Regions from separate parts of the Bos taurus genome. Here region 1 is linked to region 2. Evidence: chromatin contacts called from public Hi-C data. All regions are on one chromosome and are shown on one strand. Each heading gives the region's core, a stretch centred on a gene start, on an enhancer-like site or on the middle of the called end of the contact. The rest is flanking DNA. Distances are from core to core; before and after follow the strand shown.

Evidence for each region. Hi-C and Micro-C count contacts between places; a contact is called where the count stands out from the background.
Region 1: a contact with region 2 is called in a Hi-C map of skeletal muscle, with 2.1 times the contacts expected there. The contact joins the enhancer-like site here to the promoter of PDLIM5 in region 2. A contact is called at or near these places in 2 of 11 Hi-C or Micro-C datasets (skeletal muscle and skin fibroblasts).

Annotation. Positions count from the first base shown.
Region 1 is chr6:30,178,206-30,183,807 of ARS-UCD2.0, reverse strand. No RefSeq gene overlaps it. Among named protein-coding and RNA genes, the nearest start is that of PDLIM5, 39 kb to the right of the region's middle. Within about 2 kb of position 2,532, at least 6 of the 102 cell types and tissues checked have an H3K27ac peak or open chromatin away from gene starts, as enhancers often do. A contact at or near this core is called in skeletal muscle, where this site is marked.
Region 2 is chr6:30,139,404-30,145,001 of ARS-UCD2.0, reverse strand. PDLIM5 (PDZ and LIM domain 5) reads left to right here and starts at 2,835. Exons shown (of 9, transcript NM_001077444.2): 1 at 2,835-2,888. It overlaps LOC132345564 (a long non-coding RNA gene), which reads right to left and starts at 3,348. Exons shown (of 2, transcript XR_009495014.1): 1 at 3,239-3,348; 2 at 1,611-2,928.

The DNA of each region.
Region 1 (5,602 bases), core at 1,283-3,782, 39 kb before region 2:
CAGTCAAAGGCTTTGGCATAGTCAATAAGGCAGAAATAGATGTTTTTCTGGAACTCTCTTGCTTTTTCCATGATCCAGCAGATGTTGGCAATTTGATCTCTGGTTCCTCTGCCTTTTCTAAAACCAGCTTGAACATCAGGAAGTTCACGGTTCACATATTGCTGAAGCCTGGCTTGGAGAATTTTGAGAGCTTAATTATACTTTTCTATGCCTCAAGGTTATTTTACTGTAAAACAGAAGTGATTATTCTTAGCTCTTGTCAAATATTCTTCCTCTTGTCAAATATAGAGGAAGGAGTCTATGTGTTAAAAGCTAAGAGAGAAAGAAGCTTGTTCAAAACTATGACAATGTTTTCCTCCATTTTCAAAAGTCCTCTTTGGAGACAGTAACCACAATCTTTCACATGTGGTAGTGTACTTAGTCAGACAATTCAGGTGCACATGCATTTGTGGGCCCTTGGCAGTAGATAGGACATTCTGGAATTTGAGGCCGATAGGTTGGGAAATACTGATCTTGGATTACCTTCATTTCTGAGGTCCAAAAAGATTAACCAATTTGTACAAAATGACACAATTAACTAAAGCTAGAACTCTAGAGCTAAAATAAAAATCTTTCTATCTTTGTCTCATACAATTTCCACCATCCTGGAGCTACAGAGGAAAGTAAAGTTATGAAAGAAGATTCCTATGATAATTCAGAGATCTGTATTTTCAGGCAAATCTACCAGCCAAGTGCCAAGAGCACTACTATAGTTTATATCTGGAAACTCAGAAGGGTGCTCAGGAAACTTATAAATAGAATGGTTACAAATGGTTTGATGTCAGCCTTAAGACATAAATAATGTTTAGCAGGTGTCAAACCAAAGCCTTGTTCCATTTGATATTTTCATCAGTGACCTAGATAAGACACTGGCAATCCAGACAGCCAAAATCTCTCAAAAGAATTTTACATTTTAGGAAGCCTTCTAGTGTCTCCTGCCCACAAATTATTACTTCTTCTCTTCTCCCATAATCAATTCCCATTTCACTCCCATGGCTCAATTGATCTCACCTAGGGGTTAGATTATTTCATTAACTACTACCAAACTATAAACAACTACAATAACAGCTCTTCTAAATGTCTCAGAGATCTTTAATTTTTTAGAAAATGAGTTTATTCATTCAGCAGAATACTAGTAGTATTCTAATAGTAGTGGTGGGTAGAGATAAATATCTCTGTGCTGTGTACTGGCTAGAACATTTCTCCTTGCCAAATATAACCATAATTCCTCTAAACTTAACATTTTTGAGAAAATTCTTGAAGATTTCCAAATCAGAACACTTTCTCTTGTTGAGCCTGAACTAAACCTCTAAACCCTTCTTAATGTGATTCTCCATAGCAAGTGATCAATGACCATGATAAACACATGCAAGGAAACTTAGTTGCCATTTCTGATCTATATAATGTGAGTATATTCCTGGTAGAGAATGGTATTTTATACTTGTCTAAAACCCTCACCCCTATAGCTCATTTTAAAAATAAATTCTTTTTGTTGTTGTTTTGTTTATGCTCTCCGGTTCTTGTTACTTACAGTGCTGAAGATTAAAGAAAAATAACACGGCAGCAGCTTTGGTTTGTATTAAAGAAGAAGCAGATCCTTCTTCAGGGCCACTGAGACCTAAAAATTATTCCTGGAAGCAACCAAAGTGCTTGCAGTGGTGTGAAATCCTGTAAAGTGAAGTTTTAGCCATATATAGTGCATCCTCAATGAATACACTATTACTACTATTTTTTTAGATGACACCAATTTGAGGGGAAATAATCCACAAACAAGTGTTTACAAGTGAGGCTACTTAGGAGCAACCACAGGTATCTGACAGGTCACGAAAGTAAACTGTCTCATACAAGGTTTGCTGTTAAAAATATTTCAGTGATGTATTTTTACAGGCAGGCGAGGGAAAATGTCCATTAATAGCACTAGGAAGTTCAGCCAAGAACTTAAGTTGCCAACAAAAGTATTAAATTGCCCATCATTAGAAATACTTCAAATTTAGTTAATACTTAAAAGGCAAATATAGTAAGACACTGAATTATTGCAGTTTTTAAGTTTGCAGTATTACCTGGTCTGTTATATTGTATTTTTCTAATTTTTCCATTTTCCCCCCATTTTCACATCCTATGATTTTCTTCATCCCAAATTCTATTTTCATTCAGCTCTGAATTAGTTGCTTTATTTCTTTTCTGCTCCAAAGTATAGATTTTTTTTTAAACCTTATGCCACTAACTTTCCCTTCTGCATTTCAAATCTTCACTGCCAGTCAATTTCTTTTTAAGGAAAAACTCTTAAATGGGTATGGTGGTTTAGGAGGCAGAACTTCACCTTTCTGACACTGTCAATCCATATTAATAAGATGCCCTTCATCCTGACTCCCCTGAGTGTCAAACTGTTGGCACTTGACCATGAACTATGACTTGGCTGCTATGATCTCTAATTCTAACTCAGGTTTGTGAAGTTTCACAATTTTTTCCCTTGAGAACAGCCAATGCTGAGCTGGCACAATACAAGCAAGCACAGATCTTTGAAGAGCACACTGCTTAAGTCCATATAAGGAATACGGTCCTTGGTTACGGCAGCTCCTCCTAATTCAGTAGCAACCATGGGAGCAAGGGAGAGGCTTTGGGACCTCTCTCTGAGAGCCTTCTCTCACCTCAGTTTGAGAAAAAGCTAGAAGGGAAACATCTCAGACATTTCTGACAACATTTCTGAAAGATAGTCTGATTCTTGGTGACTTCTCACTTACTAAAAATGAGAAACATTTATACACACAAAGAACCAATTAATTGAACAGTTACCTGCCTGGCTATAAATTTACGAATTAGAAAGTTTCTTCAATCAAAATCTTAGGTGTTCCAGCTCCCTCCTGTGATGAATTTAGACGAATTTAAATTCAAACGTAAATTAAATTTAAACTTCAACCCTTCATTAATGCCTGGGCTTACGAATAAAACAAGGAACAGGTAAAAGAACAGAGTTGAAGCTCAGAATCAGGATCAGGGCTTCACTTGAACCAGCTTCCTAGGCTTTTAGATTTTTAAAAGCTACTTCATGTAGATTTTCTTTAGACACAGACAATATTTCCGCATGTCTAAAACTGTACGTTCTTGTCCTTACTAACGTAATCTTTAACATATTAAACTTGCAGTTTCTCGCTTACATTTCTCCAGGAGGAGATGTGCCTCCTGTGTGCCTCCACCCTCACATTTCCTTACTAGTCACTTAGCTAATAATTTTAGGGAATACGTTAAATTTTAGTGTAAAAACACCCTTCTCCAAATTCTTCCTACAAATAACTGGTGTTGTTTCTTCTGATGCTCTACCACTGAAAGCTACAATAGAGGTTAAGTGTTGATCAAAGGCCCCTTTTCCTGTTTTCCTCACAGTTATTGAAGTTTCTAATTCTTCCTGGGAATTTCAGTGTAAACAACAAAGAGTTTGCAGGGATTTTCATAACATGTTCCTTGAAACCTTGCAGTCGCATAAACATCTCTAGGGTTATGTAGAGGGATGCAGAATGATCACAGCTGGATTTAATTTATTCTCCTTTTTTTCCCTGTAGCCTAACTTAACAGGATTGAGGTTTAGGGACATGGAAAATGAGCCTTATGATTTGGCCACACTGCTCAAATGACTGAAATTCGGTTGAAGACCATTTCACGACTCACTGCCAGTTGTTTTGGGACACAGTTGCTATCTGAGAGTGAGTTACATGAATCTTTTAAACACAGTAAGGACAAGTAACTGGTTTGCTTTTGGCAAAGCTTAATCATTTATTACAGATGACAGAAGTGAAACTAGTGAGGCTCCTCAGTGTTGCTTCTGTTCTTTAGGTTTGCCTTTGGCAAGTATATCAAAGGTTAATTTTAATTAATCCTTTGGAATTTTAATTTCCCTTAAAGGTACTACCAGTTGATTAGAAAATGGTACTATCGGGTGTTAACGCTGCTTGTTTCACACACAAAACATGTCTGGCAAACAATACTGGGAACGGAGCCAAGAAATGTCACTTCTCTCACTTTATGCTTCCATAATAAGTCTCCATCCCCACATGCTTTCCCTGGTTCCATCCTCTGACTAATCCGCCCACTCCAAATCTTTCCTGTTTACACTGTGGAAGAATGGTATTTTTAAAAAACATGCCTTAGCAAAACAACCCAACAGAGCTTTGAGCATAGGGACACATAATAAATGTCATTTTGAAAATCTTTTGGAGTGGATATTCTTTTATGAATGTCGTAGATCATGGAAAGAAATAACTCAAAGCTAAACCCAGCAACTGACTTTCCATTATGAAATTGCTACTCTCAGAGATCTGGAACTCGGGTGTAAGATTTAAACGCTTGAAGATTTTACCTTAACTAACATACAGGTTATTGAATCCTAGGTTACACTGAAGCATTACCAACACTTCAGAAAAGCTGGTCCTGATTCGTCAGAACCTTTGACTTAGTTTGTGGAATTGATCCTCCCCCAATCTAGATTACTGAACTCCATAGGAGACATTATTAGGCATGAGCAGGAGTTTATAAAAAGTAAATATTCACTCACAGAGTAGTTGGCAACCATTTCCTTTATTAAAAAAAAAAAAAAAAAAAGAACTGTCTTGCAATGGCACCCCACTCCAGTACTCTTGCCTGGAAAATCCCATGGACGGAGGAACCTGGTGGGCTGCGGTCCATGGGGTCAGTAAGAGTTCGACAAGACTGAGCTACTTCACTTTCACTTTTCACTGTCATGCGTTGGAGAAGGAAATGGCAGCCCACTCCAGTGTTCTTGCCTGGAGAATCCCAGGGACGGGGGAGCCTGGTGGGCTGCCGTCTATGGGGTCACACAGATTAGGACACGACTGAAGCGACTTAGCAGCAGCAGCAGCAGCAGCCTTCAACTAAGAAGTCCAGAAATATCTTTATGTGATAGTACCTGAAAAAGAGTCAATTTAGAGTTAATTTTACTTTCTTCCCTTTATGGAAATTTTAGAAACCATTATACCTTTTTAAAACCATCATGTAGGTCTTCATAAATCAGGACTTGTTTGGATGTTTCTTTAGAGGCATTGATGTGATTGTTTTCATTTTCTCCCTACTGAGGAAGCAGTTTTCATCCTGTGGTTTCAGCAAACATTTAGAGAGACTCAAATAACTTGTCTTGTTCTCCGTCTCCAGCATAACTCCAGTACAGCAAGATTTACCATCTCTGAAACAAGCTGACCTTGGCAAACACAAACTTGGTTATATTAGTGTCAGATCAGAACAGATCAGATCAGTCGCTCAGTTCTGTCTGACTGTTTGGGACCCCATGAATCGCAGCACGCCAGGCCTCCCTGTCCATCACCAACTCCCGGAGTTCACTCAGACTCACGTCCATCGAGTCAGTGATGCCATCCAGCCATTTCATCCTCTATCGTCCCCTTCTCCTCTTGCCCCCAATCCCTCCCAGCATCAGAGTCTTTTCCAATGAGTCAGCTCTTCACATGAGGTGGCCAAAGTACTGGAGTTTCAGCTTTAGCATCATTTCTTCCAAAGAAATCCCAGGGCTGATCTCCTTCAGAATGGACTGGTTGGATCT
Region 2 (5,598 bases), core at 1,586-4,085:
CCATCTTCTTTCTCTGGTCTTTAAGTTGGATGGTTTACTGAATTTACTGAGATGCAGTGTGTTGAGATGAAAAGGACATAGTTTTTCAAGTCAGACCCCTCTGCTCTACTTCTTTCACTAATTAGTTGTGTGCCCTTGGTTATTCTGAATCTCCAACTTTCTTTCTTTGAAAAAAATAACTATATGGTTGTAAGTATTAAATAATATACATAAGGCAAGAAATAGTATATGCATAATAAATGCTAAAGTTCTCTATTTATCTTTTGTGATACATAAAATCTAGTCAGTCAGGAAAGTTTTATATAGTTACCAGTTATTTAACACTTTCTTGATGCCAAGCATGCTGTATATATATGCAGTTTATATATGTGTGTATATAGTTTATATATATAATATGTATATGTAGTATATACATATAATCTCTACTTCTCATGATAACTTCAAAATGTAATTTATAATTATTTCTTTTAAAATGAAGAAACTGTGATGAGTTGCTATCTGGGGTGCATGGTTATCACCAAAGCACAGTTTACAGTAAATTGGGTGTACAGGGATATTTCTAGGGAAGTGATTTTTAAGTATTATAGTTGAATGACTACCTGGATATGAAAAAAAAACATCCAGGTAATCATTTCACGAAAAATTTTTTGTTTGTGAAAAAAAACAGACTCTTGGGGCCCACTGGCAAGGATCCTGGGTCTGGAGGCCAGTTTTAACAAGTTGCCTGTGCCATTTTGATGCAGTTGGCACTTTGGAGAACACTTGGATAAATATCAGCCTATGTATTCTACTTGAATTTGGTTCATTTCCACAACACCCCAGACTTTAAACTGTGGTAGGAGGAGAAAGAGGATTCAGAGGTAGGCTATCTATAGGCTAACACTGATTTGCATAGGTAGGTAACACTCCCAGCTCTTCACCGCCTCAAGATGCTTATCTTATAGTGATACCTCTACACATTGTCTGCATTTCTTGATGTCTTTAGTCAACCTGGTTTCATTCAGGATCAAATTAATTGTATTAGCAGCAAAGAGATGAGGAGGAGCAGAGAGAGGACCCTTACAGGGTAATTCTAGCCATTGCCCTGTGGAAGTGTTACCAGCTGCAATCTCTTGAAACCTCAGTTTTCTTGACTATATATATGACATTTGTCTTATAAAGTTAGAAGAATTATTAAGTGTAGTAAGAATTTTTACAGTTTTAACAAGTTGCCTGTGCCATTGGCAACACTGTCTAGCGTATGGCAACCCACTCCAGTGTTCTTGCCTGGAGAATCCCAGGGACCGGGGAGCCTGGTGGGCTGCCGTCTATGGGGTCGCACAGAGTCGGACACGACTGAAGCGACTTAGCAGTAGCAGTAGCAGCAGCGTATGGTAGGTATTTGTAAGTGGCAGCTATTGTTATTGTTTATTTATTTATATATTTTGGGAGGGAGATGTCAAACATGACAACAAATATTAAAGCACTCTGTAAACCAGTTCACACTAGAAAACCCTTCCCTCCAATATAATCTTCCAGAGAATGTGATGAAAACTATGGACTAGTGCTGTCCAGTGAATATATAATAATGTCAGTCAACATTGGTAATTCAAAATATCTTAGTATCCACATTAAAAAACAGCAAAATTAAGTTTAATTGCATGTTTAACAAATATAAAAATTTTACCACTTCAACATGTAATCAACATAAAATTATTAATGACATTTTATATTATATTTGTCATAATAAGTCTTCAAAATCCATTTCCATTGTAGCACAATTTGGACACGATGTTTTCAGTGATAAAGAGAAATGTACTCCTATCCAAACACCAAAGTTGTTTTTAACGGAGGCATGTTACCCTACTTCAGTTTTTAAATTTAAATTAAACATACATAAAACAAAAAATTCAGTGCTTCAGTCGCTGTAAATAAATTTCAAATATCAGTAGCTACATGTGATAAGTGTTTACCAGTTTGGACAGAGCAGTTTTGGGTGTTCTCTAGAATTTTGTTTGCACTTCTTGGGGACCCACGGACTCCATCAGCCTTGCTTTACAAGTTCCATGGTTAAGAACTGTCCTTTTCACATGTTATAAGCCAATTTACAGTTCAAAACAAGCCTAAAAGTTACTTTCTCTTATGTTCACTGAACGTTATTCAAATTTGCTCATGAATAAATCCCTTGGGCTAAATCAAGCACCTTTATAGAAACTGGAAAGTGGACTATTGATCTGGACTTAGAAAAATAAGCTGAGGTTATAATGGTTGAACCACCTTTGGCCGCTGCTCTTAAACACGGTCTTCTGGTTTGACTAGAGGATTTAACTTCTAGATATTAAAGTTGCTGATTTTCCCTTTCCTAACAGGTCAACTTTAAAGTCTTCACTTCTCCGGGCACATAAAGCTTGCTCAAAAAACCAGGCAGTGGCCGCTGAACTTGCATAGATACGGATTTATCCAAAGCCCTCTCCTATTTTTAGCCAAAGCAACTGCTTGCCAATTCAGTTTCTGGAGAGAAAAATGCATCCACGACAGAACAAACAGGCAGAGCGGACCATTGTCAGGTACTGCTCAAAACCCCCTAAGACTGGTCCCACCGAAACTCCGTACTGCAATTGTCTTTCCGCAGCAGCTCCGACTCGCTGCAGTTAGCCCTCAGCTAGGTTCACCCGCAGCCTTCTCTCAGCTCCCCGCAGCTCTGCGGGTCCGGGGCGTGGCCAGGAGCGGAGGGGGTGTGTCCTGGTTCGGGGGCGGGGCCGGTGTGTGTGTGTGTTGGGGCTGGAGGGGGGGGGGCGGGGCGGGAGCCAGGAGGCGGAAGTTCCCGCGGGCCGTGGAGAAGGCGCAAGCACCGCGAGTCACTTGTCAGCGCTCGTCTGATTCGGAGGCATCGCGGCGCCGCACCCGAGGTGAGTGGCCGCTGCCTGCAGGGGATGCGCGTCTCGGAACCTGGGTAGGGAGGAGGGAAAGAAGGAATCGCCGTGCACTGAGAGCTTGGCCAGAAGTCCTGCTTAGGGAGAGACGGTGGTGCGCCTAGCGCTGGGAAGCTTCTCAGGTGTTTGCTGGACGCGGATCTGCGGAGGTGGAGAGTGGCGTGGGAAGAGGACTACCAGGGAAACGGCGGTGCGGAAGCGGGCTCCAGGCCGGAGAAGGGGCACTAGAGCGGGGACGGGCTGGGACTAGCACGGCTAAGGCAGGGGCGCAGGAGTCGGGCGAGGGCGGGCCACCATCCGGGTGCCGAGCGCGTCTGGGTACCCACCTTGGAGTCTGGGGATACTTGCGTCCTGCGCAATCTCCTGGAGGTGTGGAGAGGAAGCGGGGCTAATTTTTATTTGCGCTCACTCTACTGAGAAGCATTTATTTCACGCTCCCCCCCCCCCCCCAACATTTAGGATTGTGTAACCTGTTAGGGGAATAAAGTTTGTTTAAAAAACAGATCTGTCGTAAACGCCAGATTTATTAATGCTTGCGTACTTGCTGGGGCTTTTTTAGGCAGTGCCTCTAATTCGTTTGACAATAAGTGGAAAAAGGAAGGGCGTATGGATAGGGCAGAGCTTGGAAAGAAAATTGGTGGCTGCGCTGGGCAGGGCAGGTCTAGGGTGTGATCGCCAGATCCTATCCCAAGTCCGCCTTCCTGACCACGAGGACGTTGGAACCCGCCTGCCTCGGAAACAGCCGGCTCGGGAACCTTATTTGGCAAACAGGGCTAGGCGTGAACCTCTCTGCTGGGAAACTGTCTCGTCGGCTACTTTCATCCGCTGCTTGTGGCTTTATTTCTTTCACTCTACCTCCACAGTCTCTCAATCTGGGGAGAAAAAGAATCTCAAGATACATCTTTAATTTCAGACCCATCTCTGAGCAATTCATCACGAATTCTTCTTTCCAGTCTTCCCATTCACTGAAGAAGTTAGGATAGAAGTGTGGGAAATACCAAGCTTCCTAGAGCGAAAACATTGTTTGGACTTTCCCTAAAAGAAACTCCAACACTATACAGAAGTTCTAACATTTCCTACTTATTTGAAAGAAGAAAGGCTGCTCAATATTTCCTGCCTCCTTGGTAATTTAGGAAGAGTTTGGGCACTAATAACCAGACCTGGAAAAGGCCAATAATATAACTGTTGCTTTGACTTCTATTTCAAGTCACATGAAACTAGCAAAGGGAGGGAAACGGCACCGACTGGAAATGAACTGACACTGGTTCTGTAGTGTGGGTGTGAACTTGCCAGTTCTAGAGATTTTAATAACAAATGGGGGAAAGCAGGAAAGGAACTCCCAAGTAAAGAGAGTTGCAGGTACATGGATTAATATATGAATTAAATACATTTTCTTGTAGGGAACAATGGGATTAGGAAAGTTGAGCCTAACTTTCACGTTCTTCTTTTGAGGAAAAGTTAAAGATTAAAAAAAAAAGGATGGGCATATTGCCTGTGAAATATCTGTTGGCTCTATACACTTTTGATAAATATTGTGTGCCATCATCCAAATAGTCCTTCTCTACAAGTTCTCAGAAACGCTTTTATTATAGGGAGAAAGCAATTATGTATATTGGGTGGTTTAGTCGCTAAGTCCCGTCGTGTCCCGCTCTTGAGACCCCATGGATTGTGGCTCCTTATTACCTCCTTAATGTCCATTTTTCACCTGTATCTAATAGTTTGATGTCTGGTTTGGCCTTTTCATCTTTTTGGTGCCTGTTACATTAGTACTAGTTTTGTTGCCTAGTAGTTCAGTGAACTACTATGCTTGGGGAGAAGCTTTCTCTTTTTCTCTGGTAGATGTAGTGCAGATTTTCACTGAATTTTCTTTAAGAACTTAGACTTACTTGAAAATTTTGCCTCGTTTTCCCCATAGGAGAAGATGGAATCTGCCTGCTTTTAATACTCCCAGTTGTTCAAATATCTATATCTGCCACTATTAATTGATGTGTGGAGTAGAAATTTTGAATATGTTAAAAAAAATGAAATATTTTAGGACAGGTAATGATTTGGTTAAACAACACAGATTTTTCCAAGGAAGTGGGTCTTAAGCAGCTTTTTTTTTTTAATGTGGTTTTAAATTATTTATTGTTATATTATTAATATTTTAAAGAAGAAAATAGTACATTTCTTAGTATTACATTTTAGAAAATCCCTATTCCTCCTAATTTCTCCCACATAATCACCATAACAATCAATACCAAGCTCTGAATCATGCTTCTTTTCCTTCAGTTTTTCTTTGTTATATAAAAGTACATGGTACCATGAGAGTCATTTTGAGCTCCCTTCGAGCAAAACATAGAAAAAAGAAAGCATCAAAGCACTGGTTCTTTTCTAAAGCTCTAATTCCCTCTCATGCAATAAGATTAACCCTATATTCCTACCATGTTTAGTCAGTCTTATACACTGTGTGGTAAATGCTCACTCCACTTTGCCTGATTAGGTGTGTATGTAAAACAAAAAGCAGGTTCTGACTCAAATCTCACTGTGCTAGAATATTGCCACCCACTCCAGTATTCTTGCCTGGAAAATGCTGTGGATAGAGGAGTCTGGCAGGCTACACACAGTCCATGGGATTGCAAAAGAGTTGGACATGACTTGGCAACTAAACCACCACCACCAGAGTATTGCCAATCATCGCCTGTCT